2 separate regions of the Rattus norvegicus genome follow, and region 1 is linked to region 2. A link is a contact called in public Hi-C data. All regions are on one chromosome and are shown on one strand. Each heading gives the region's core, a stretch centred on a gene start, on an enhancer-like site or on the middle of the called end of the contact. The rest is flanking DNA. Distances are from core to core; before and after follow the strand shown. Region 1 overlaps Dock4 (dedicator of cytokinesis 4). Region 2 holds the start of Dock4 (dedicator of cytokinesis 4).

Region 1 (3,834 bases), core at 183-2,682, 360 kb after region 2:
GTGGTCTCAGCTATGACATTCTGGACTGACTTACTAATGGAAACACATCTCAACACAAAACAAACAATTAAAATGGAAACCTGTAGGCTTTAGACACAAAGGTAGTTCACCCATCAGTTCTTCCTAAATCTATCTGAAACCAGTGGTTTTAAAGAAAAACAGGTAAACTCCCAGTGGCTATTATGGATATATTTTCAAAGCAGAGCCTAAATGTAAGAGAAATAAATTAAAACTATTTCCTCTATTTCTCTGGGGAGGAAGTAACTATATGAAGAAAATAGTATTTAAAGTGGGAAGTACAACTAACCACTCGGCTTCTCCATACCTGGCTTTGGAGAATGGGTACCACACTTTAGAAGACTGAGGTCACAGCAACACGTGGCAGGTGCAGCTCCTTGTCAGTGTTCTGGTGCCTGCTTTTGGCCCCATATTACTCTAAATGAATTTTAGGAGCCATGAAGAGACAGATGAAAGTGTCTCATGTACAAGAGGAAATCATTCTGATTCTGAAAACCCAAGCCCAGCTGTCCCAACCCATCCCACTAATGCAAGCTGTCAATTCACAGGTTACAGAAACCCAGGCATATGTCCTGTCAGAGTCAAACCCCTAGGACTAGGTCAAGGCCTGAAATTGAAGGCATGCTTAGACGTGTGTTATTCATAGCTTCTGGGAAGTTTGTAAATGACTTCAGCTGGAATTGAACCACCAGACTGCCTTGCCATCTGACAAGCCAGGTTCCCTCCTTGACTCTTTAATCTTAGATTTACAGATATATGCTGTGACTCCCATTCCAGAGAGCCAGGAGGTGCTGCAGAGAGAAGGGGTTCCGGACAACATCAAAAGCTTCTATAAAGTGAATCACATCTGGAAGTTCCGCTATGACAGACCGTTCCACAAAGGCACAAAAGACAAGGAGAACGAGTTCAAGGTACCCTACAGTTTCTGACACATGCTGCCTCCTCAAATGCTTTCTACCTTAGTAAATAGTAACTGAGAATAATGCCATGTGACTGGAACAAAGAGTCTAGAATTCTTTTATCCTAGTAGCTTCCCAACTCTGCAGTATTTCCAAGTGATGGGGAACATTTTCTAAGCAAGAAGATCTTTGGTTCCCCAGGTCAGAAAGTCTGAGTAGATCTGCAAGGAGTTCCTGAATTTCCCTGTGGCAGATCCAATACCAGTGGTGCTTAGACCAACCCTTAAACTCAGGTTTGAACTCAGTCCTGGTGTCCAGTCGTGGTGAGCCATTGTGAGAATAGTCAGTGTATTGTAACATCAAGGATGTACAGAGTAAAGAAGAACCAAGGAACAGGCCAGGGAGAGCTGAGAAAAGTCCATGTGGGCACACTGTTGCTACAATGGAGATGCTCTGTTCTGTCCTTTGCTCTGGTCTTCATTATAAAAGTGTGATTAGGATTCTGAGATGAGGACCAGAGTGTATTCTAACCCTGGCATCTGCATGTACCAGGCTGCCTGCCCTCACCAGCTCCAATGTGCCTTGCTAGTTTAGCATGTTCCCAGTCAGAGTTCTCACAGCCCCACTGGGGAAAGGATATCTGAATATCTATTCAGAAATCACTTCTGACCATCCCTTTCCTTGAAAACCATGATATGGAAGACTAAACCCCAGTCACTTGGCATTCAAACCTGAACAAAATTGCAAAATGAGCTTATTCCCCTGGGAATGTTGCTTAGTATCTCTTTGAACAAATACTCAAGCCATGAGTCTCCTACACTATCAGTCTTACGTAATGCTGACCCACCCATGCTTGCCCAGTGGTTTCCCAGTGCTGCCAGGGGTTACTGCAGACAAGGAGCAGAGGGGGTAGCTTTGCAGAGTTCCAAGAGGACTGAATTTTAAAAATTGGCCTTTGTGGTAGATTTGATGTGCATTTACTGTGGCTCTCTTCAGAAATCTAATCACAAACTGCTCTAATGATACACACACACACACACACACACACACACACATATATATATATATATATATATATATATATATATATATATATAGTATGTATGTATCAGAGAGAGACTAGACAGCTATACCAGCAGCCTGTCCCTCTGGCCTCTTCTCTGGGCCTTCCTCCTCCCTGTGTATTGAACACTAAAGAAACCATTGGAAAACAACACTGAGATATTACTGAAAAGATCCACAATCATTTTCTAGTGCTTTCTGCATATTTCTGATTCTTGTTTCCTATTGCCAGGCCAACTAAAGCTCTGATTGGTTATGAGATAGTCCTTTCTACTTGCAGTGGCTCCCAGTCCTCAGACCTGGATGCACGAGAGCCATGCAGTTGACGTGCTCAGTCTCACATGCCCATGACCTTAGTTCCAGCCTTAGTGCTGGAACCCATGTCTTCCAGTGCCCCTCCTATTGCTTTTTCTATTGTACTGTATTTCTTCCTGGCCAACAAGTTAATGATCAGTGATACAGCTACCTAACCAGGGTGGGTAAGGTTAAATTAGGCTCCCCTTCCCTAGAATCTGACTCCAAACTGTGCCCCATCATCCCCTCTCCACTTCTTGGTCCGCCTACCCATCCCCCACGTTGGCTCGAGCAGCACCCGCCCTCTCTCTATTGGTTGCCGTACCCTCTCACAAGCAGCTCCAAGTCTGTGTAGGCAGCCTCCTGCCTGACAGCGGCCCCCACTCTCCTCCCGGTGAACTCTTCACCCTGTAAAATCCATCTGACTTGTCTACTGGTCCCCCACGGTGTCATGAGTACCTGCGTCCGATGCACACCGTGAGCATCTCTTTCACCCTTCTGAGCTCTCGTCAGCCTGCCTCCCTGGCATCATCAGAACCTCTCGAGCTCGTACCACATGGATTCTTCTGCAGTCATCTCCACAGCTCTTCCCTGGTCGCCTTCTCTTTAACCCCTCTGTAGTTTGAATAAATGGCGGGATTGCAGGAATCTTGTCAAGTTCCTGCTACTGTTAGCACACTAAATAACAGTGCTGAAATACAAGTTCCGAAATGGGTTAATAAAGGAAAAGTGTGGCCATGAGCAGAGGCATGTGTTTCATGTGTGTCCTGAAGGAGCTGGTTCCTGGTCAGACAGAGTACGACGCAAAGCACACAGATGCCCCTGAGTTACAGCAGTTTAGCTCATCACCACAAGGGTGGCTCTGTACATAGGACGATGGAGAGGAAATGAGGCTCTGGGTGTGGGGTCAAGTGCCAGCCCTTCTGGTAATGAGAATGTGGCTTTGAGGGGGTCAAGAGTCCTTCTAAAACTTAAAGATTCACCTCAAAATAGAAGGTTCAAGCCTTGCGTTCCTAAAGTCCTCTCTCCCTTTAGGTTACTGTTACTCTAATCTTATCTTGGTAGCTCATACAGTTGCCCCTTCTAGGCTTAATCTCAGAGAGTGAAGGGGTTAAAGTCGAATTTTGGAGACACCGTGGGGAAGCTTGCTGCTGTGTCTGGCCCTTGCTTTCTGAAGCCGGTGCTCATTTGCTCTGCACAGATGAAAGGGTTAGGCAGTGTGCAGAATTACTAACTGGATTGTTTCTCAAGTGTTCCAGGAGGACCGAAGAAAGGCTACAGGAAATAAGTGACACCTGCTCAGACTCGTCACCACTCAGGGCCTAGAGAGAAGGACAGCGTAGAAACTGACTCTGTGTTGTTTTGCAGAGTCTCTGGGTGGAAAGAACATCGCTGTACTTGGTGCAGAGCTTGCCTGGCATCTCCCGCTGGTTCGAAGTGGAAAAGCGTGAAGTGGTAAGGAGTGTAGCACCTTTCCAACAGTCATCCATGCCCGGGCTCACTGAGCTCCAGGTCACCGAGCCCACCTCTATTTGCTTGTACTCTTTCACTTCCTGGGTTC
Region 2 (3,850 bases), core at 109-2,608:
ATAGGAATTTCACCTAGGGGAAGTGGGAAGAAATTGCACTTCATTTCTCTGCTACTGAGATAAAAACTTCATACTAAAAGCTGTGAAAGGAAAAAACATCAACAAGGACTGAGACACAAATTAACCCCCAAATCCTATCCATTTACATAAGAGAACTTGCTGTGCTAAATTATATACTTAAAATGGGTGGGGAGTGGAGCTCGACTAAAAGAAAGGTAGTCTACGAAAGTTTGATTTTTGATCTCTATAGTGGAATTGAAGAAAACACCAAAATCAGGTAGATACAAAGTAGTTGTGATGAGTTTCAAAACCCTCTTTTAAATATTCTGTGAAGGCGGGAGTGCATTTAATTCTCTTTTTCCTCTTTCTCTTACGACTTAGGACGTAAGATTTCCCAGGCTCCAGGGTCAAATGATTCCTGAGATACACACATCCTTTCCCTTTGGAGAGGACTCCAAAGAGCAACCCGCAAGTACTGGAGAACAGTGACGTGACTAGTCTCCAACTTGGAAACCCGCCCCAAACTACATAAAACACCTTCCCAAAAACAAATTCAGCAAACTGAGGATACTAGTCAGGAAATAGCGCCTAATCACAGCATTACAATCACACACGTGCGACCCAGACCTGACCCACACCCACTCGTGGGCAAGTGCAAAGCACATAATTCCAAACCGGAACAAAGCAAAAGGAGCTTTCTCAGAGGCCGGGAAGGCAGTTCTTCACATTTTCTCGTCCCACCCAAAACAGCTTCAGCTTGGCAACCGCCCTCTGCCCCACCCAATCTCTGTGGGTTCCGCCCGCGGCTTTTTGCCTGGCATTGCCAAGGTGGTCTCCTAGCTGACCAGCTTCTAAGGTCTGAGCGGCTGCCAGCTGCACCCCGGGCACAGAAAAAGAAAGACAGATCACACGCACCCAAGGGACAGCGCACTCACCTTCATGATCGATGTGCCCGATTCCGCCGCGGACCCCGCGGACCCGGTCTTCCCGGGGGTCCACACCAAGCCCCTGGGCCTCTGGAGCAGCCATTACCTGAACCAGTTGAAAGGGGCGGGCCGCAGGCGGGGCGAAGCGGGGAGATAACCAATAAAAACGCGCCTGGGGTCGCATGCCGACCCACTGAGAGAGTTTCTACACGCCTGGGCTGTGCCGTCACATTTTGGACCAATCGAATGTGATGAGCCTAACTAGTTGCCCCGCCCCCAACCGCTGTAGCCACGCCCCCTTCCGGGCCCGGGAGAGTAAGAACTACAACTCCCGGCATGCCGCGAGGCAGTGGGGAGGCAGCGCTGGATGGGCGCTGACGGGCGGGGGTGCGCCCGCGAGTGCCCCGGCGTGTTCGCTTAGTTCAGTGAATCAGAACAATGACTGCGCCGCCGGGTCCCCGAGAGCGCGTCGCAGGGCTGTGAGCAGCCGCGGCCGGCAGAGCAGCGGGCGGCTCCGTCTCGTCCGTGTAGTGTCAGTGTCCGCTCGGGAGCCCCGGGAGAAGCCCCTGCCCAGCGCCGCAGCCCGCGCGATCTGCTGTGCTCCAGCGCCGCAGCTGCTCTTCGGGAGCCGTGCATTGTTGTGAGCCACTGGAGGGGCGCGGGGATTGCATAGCCCGGAGCCCCTCAGCGCCCTTTATAGCCATGTGGATACCTACGGAGCACGAGAAATACGGCGTGGGTGAGTGCTCGCGGGCGAACTTTTACCACGCTCCGGTCCTTGCCCCCACGCAGCTCGCTCCGCGCCAGGCTGCAAATGCCAGGTCTTGGCATTGCACAGCGGGTCCCAGGCTTGGCCACACCGGCCTCCGGCTGAGGGGCGCGCGCTAGGGTTTCGCTCCTCACTGCGCACTCGGCGCTTCTCGAACCCGATCCCGGAACGTCGGGACAGCCACTCCGGGCTCTGCTGGCAGAGTTTGGAGTGGCCGCGGGGTGTGTTGCGTGTCAAGTTAGAAGGGGAAGCCAACAGGATTTCTCTCCCTTCTACCCCTGCTGGCCCACGGAGGCAGAGAGCTGGCAGTGGGCTGCTAGGATTTCCCGGGGTGATGAGGGAGACTAGGAACCCGCAGCTAGAATACTCCCAAACAGTAGGGAGGCGCGAAGTCCCTGCGGTTGGGGTCGGCTTTCCCAGAGTGCAGAATGTGGCACCCCTAGCCCCTGTGACAGAGGGAGTCGGGACGCAGCCTCCTTTCTCCCTCGCCTCCCGGGTGTTTGGGGTGTGTGTTGTGAGCAGGGGGGGGTGGTAAATTTCAACATCTGTGCTGCTGCGCTCTTTGGTCCTTGGAGGGGAACCTAGATTTGGGCAGCGTTTTTACTTCTGGCCACCTTCTCTACCAGGGGATGAGCGCAGTGGGGGTCATAGAGGCCGGCTGGAAAGTGACAAGGGAGGGGAGAGTCAGAAAGCCTGGTTCTTAAATTCTGGGAGGCAGCTTTAGGAGAGGACTACCCTGGCACTGATTTGGGAGAGAAAAAAAAGAACAGGATAGCATTCACTGTTCTGTGCAAAGGTGAACAACAAAGGACATTAATGTTGACTGATGAATACAGGAGGCTCCCTTCCCTTCCCTTCCCTTCCCTCCTCCCTTTTCGGTAGGATTACAGTTCCCGTTTTTGTTGTTTGATTTCAGCTGGGTTCCCTCCATCCCCCCCAGTCCCCCCCCCCCCTTTGACAGTCACTCCTTTTAGGGTTGAGACTATTAAGAAGCCAGGCTCACTGACAAGCCCGAATTGGCCAAATGCAATTATAACCTCCCAGAAGGTCTAACAGAAAGAAAGCATTATAGATTTTACTGACAATCTTCATTTCCTATAATGCCCCGTCCTGCCGATTGGCATTCTTGTTTTTATTGTGGACGGACCTAGTAATTTGTATGATACAGAGACGTATTTATGTTCTGACTTCATTCTCCTGTAATTTAAAAAATCTGGAAAACCTTTCAAAGGAATCCTAATCACTGGAGATTTTACCTCCCCTACTTTGCCTAGGGATTGGACTTTATCTACTGAAGGGACTCTGATTAAACAAAGTCATATTTTACATGAGCTTCCTTCCTGGACTGTGACTGGTTAGTAAGACAATAGTTTGTCGTGTGCCCACCTTTGAGAAGGGTTTCCAGCTTCTAAGTCTAAGGGGAGCCCTTGCCAAAGGGCTCGCTCTCCCAGAGTGCTGTAGATAGAGCTTGTTTTCCTCTCCGTTCTCTCCTCCTTTTTGGGGATCAGATAACCCCTGCGAGGGAAAAGGCATTTCCTTGTCTGAGGGATGAGGAACCAGAGGGCATTGCCTCCTAGGCAGTCTTGCCACCTGGTGCAGGAACCTCAGATCCACCCAGGCAACACTGTCCGTCCCGCTTAGAGTCAATCCCAGGGGTTGTTTTCTTGCAAGTGTTAAATGATACAGATTATGGATGACATTTATTTTCTAGATTTCCTTATGTGCCAGGTCACAGCTGGGTGCTGATATCGATTAGTTTTTCTCTCTCGCCTTTCTTTACAAGCTGTGGGCAGAGGCTTAAAAACCACTCTGGGATTTCCTGGAATGGCAACCGGATATGATCAGTCAAGTGTTTTGAGCTTGCTGCAGACACCAAGGCTTGGGATGCAGAGTGGGGTAGGGAGGTGAGAGGGTGTGCCTGTTTGGGAAAGGGAGGTAGGAGGTGAGATGAGAGGTGAGAGCACAAAGTGAGCTTCTGCCCCAAATTGTTGCCGAGGTTCTCATTTATGCAGTATCACATACTCAAGAATGTTAATCACTGTTTATTACTAAGTTTTGAGCATTTGGCTTGCGGAATGCTTGGTTGTTTTTGAGAACCCATCTGTTAGGCGGGTGTGTGGTGAAAATTTTGCTAGGATACTTACGCATGGACTTT

Evidence for each region. A called contact is a pair of places that touch in the nucleus more often than the background predicts.
Region 1: a contact with region 2 is called in a Hi-C map of mammary epithelial cells, with 1.7 times the contacts expected there. The contact joins the enhancer-like site here to the promoter of Dock4 in region 2. A contact is called at or near these places in 3 of 12 Hi-C or Micro-C datasets (the Rat2 cell line, Schwann cells and mammary epithelial cells).

What each region holds. Positions count from the first base shown.
Region 1 is chr6:63,599,424-63,603,257 of GRCr8, forward strand. It overlaps Dock4 (dedicator of cytokinesis 4), which reads left to right. Exons shown (of 53, transcript NM_001427091.1): 41 at 763-929; 42 at 3,642-3,728. Among named protein-coding and RNA genes, the nearest start is that of Immp2l, 200 kb to the right of the region's middle. Within about 2 kb of position 1,433, at least 5 of the 93 cell types and tissues checked have an H3K27ac peak or open chromatin away from gene starts, as enhancers often do.
Region 2 is chr6:63,238,778-63,242,627 of GRCr8, forward strand. Dock4 (dedicator of cytokinesis 4) reads left to right here and starts at 1,359. Exons shown (of 53, transcript NM_001427091.1): 1 at 1,359-1,665. The coding sequence starts at 1,629. It overlaps Zfp277 (zinc finger protein 277), which reads right to left and starts at 1,054. Exons shown (of 12, transcript NM_001399663.1): 1 at 936-1,054. The coding sequence starts at 1,029.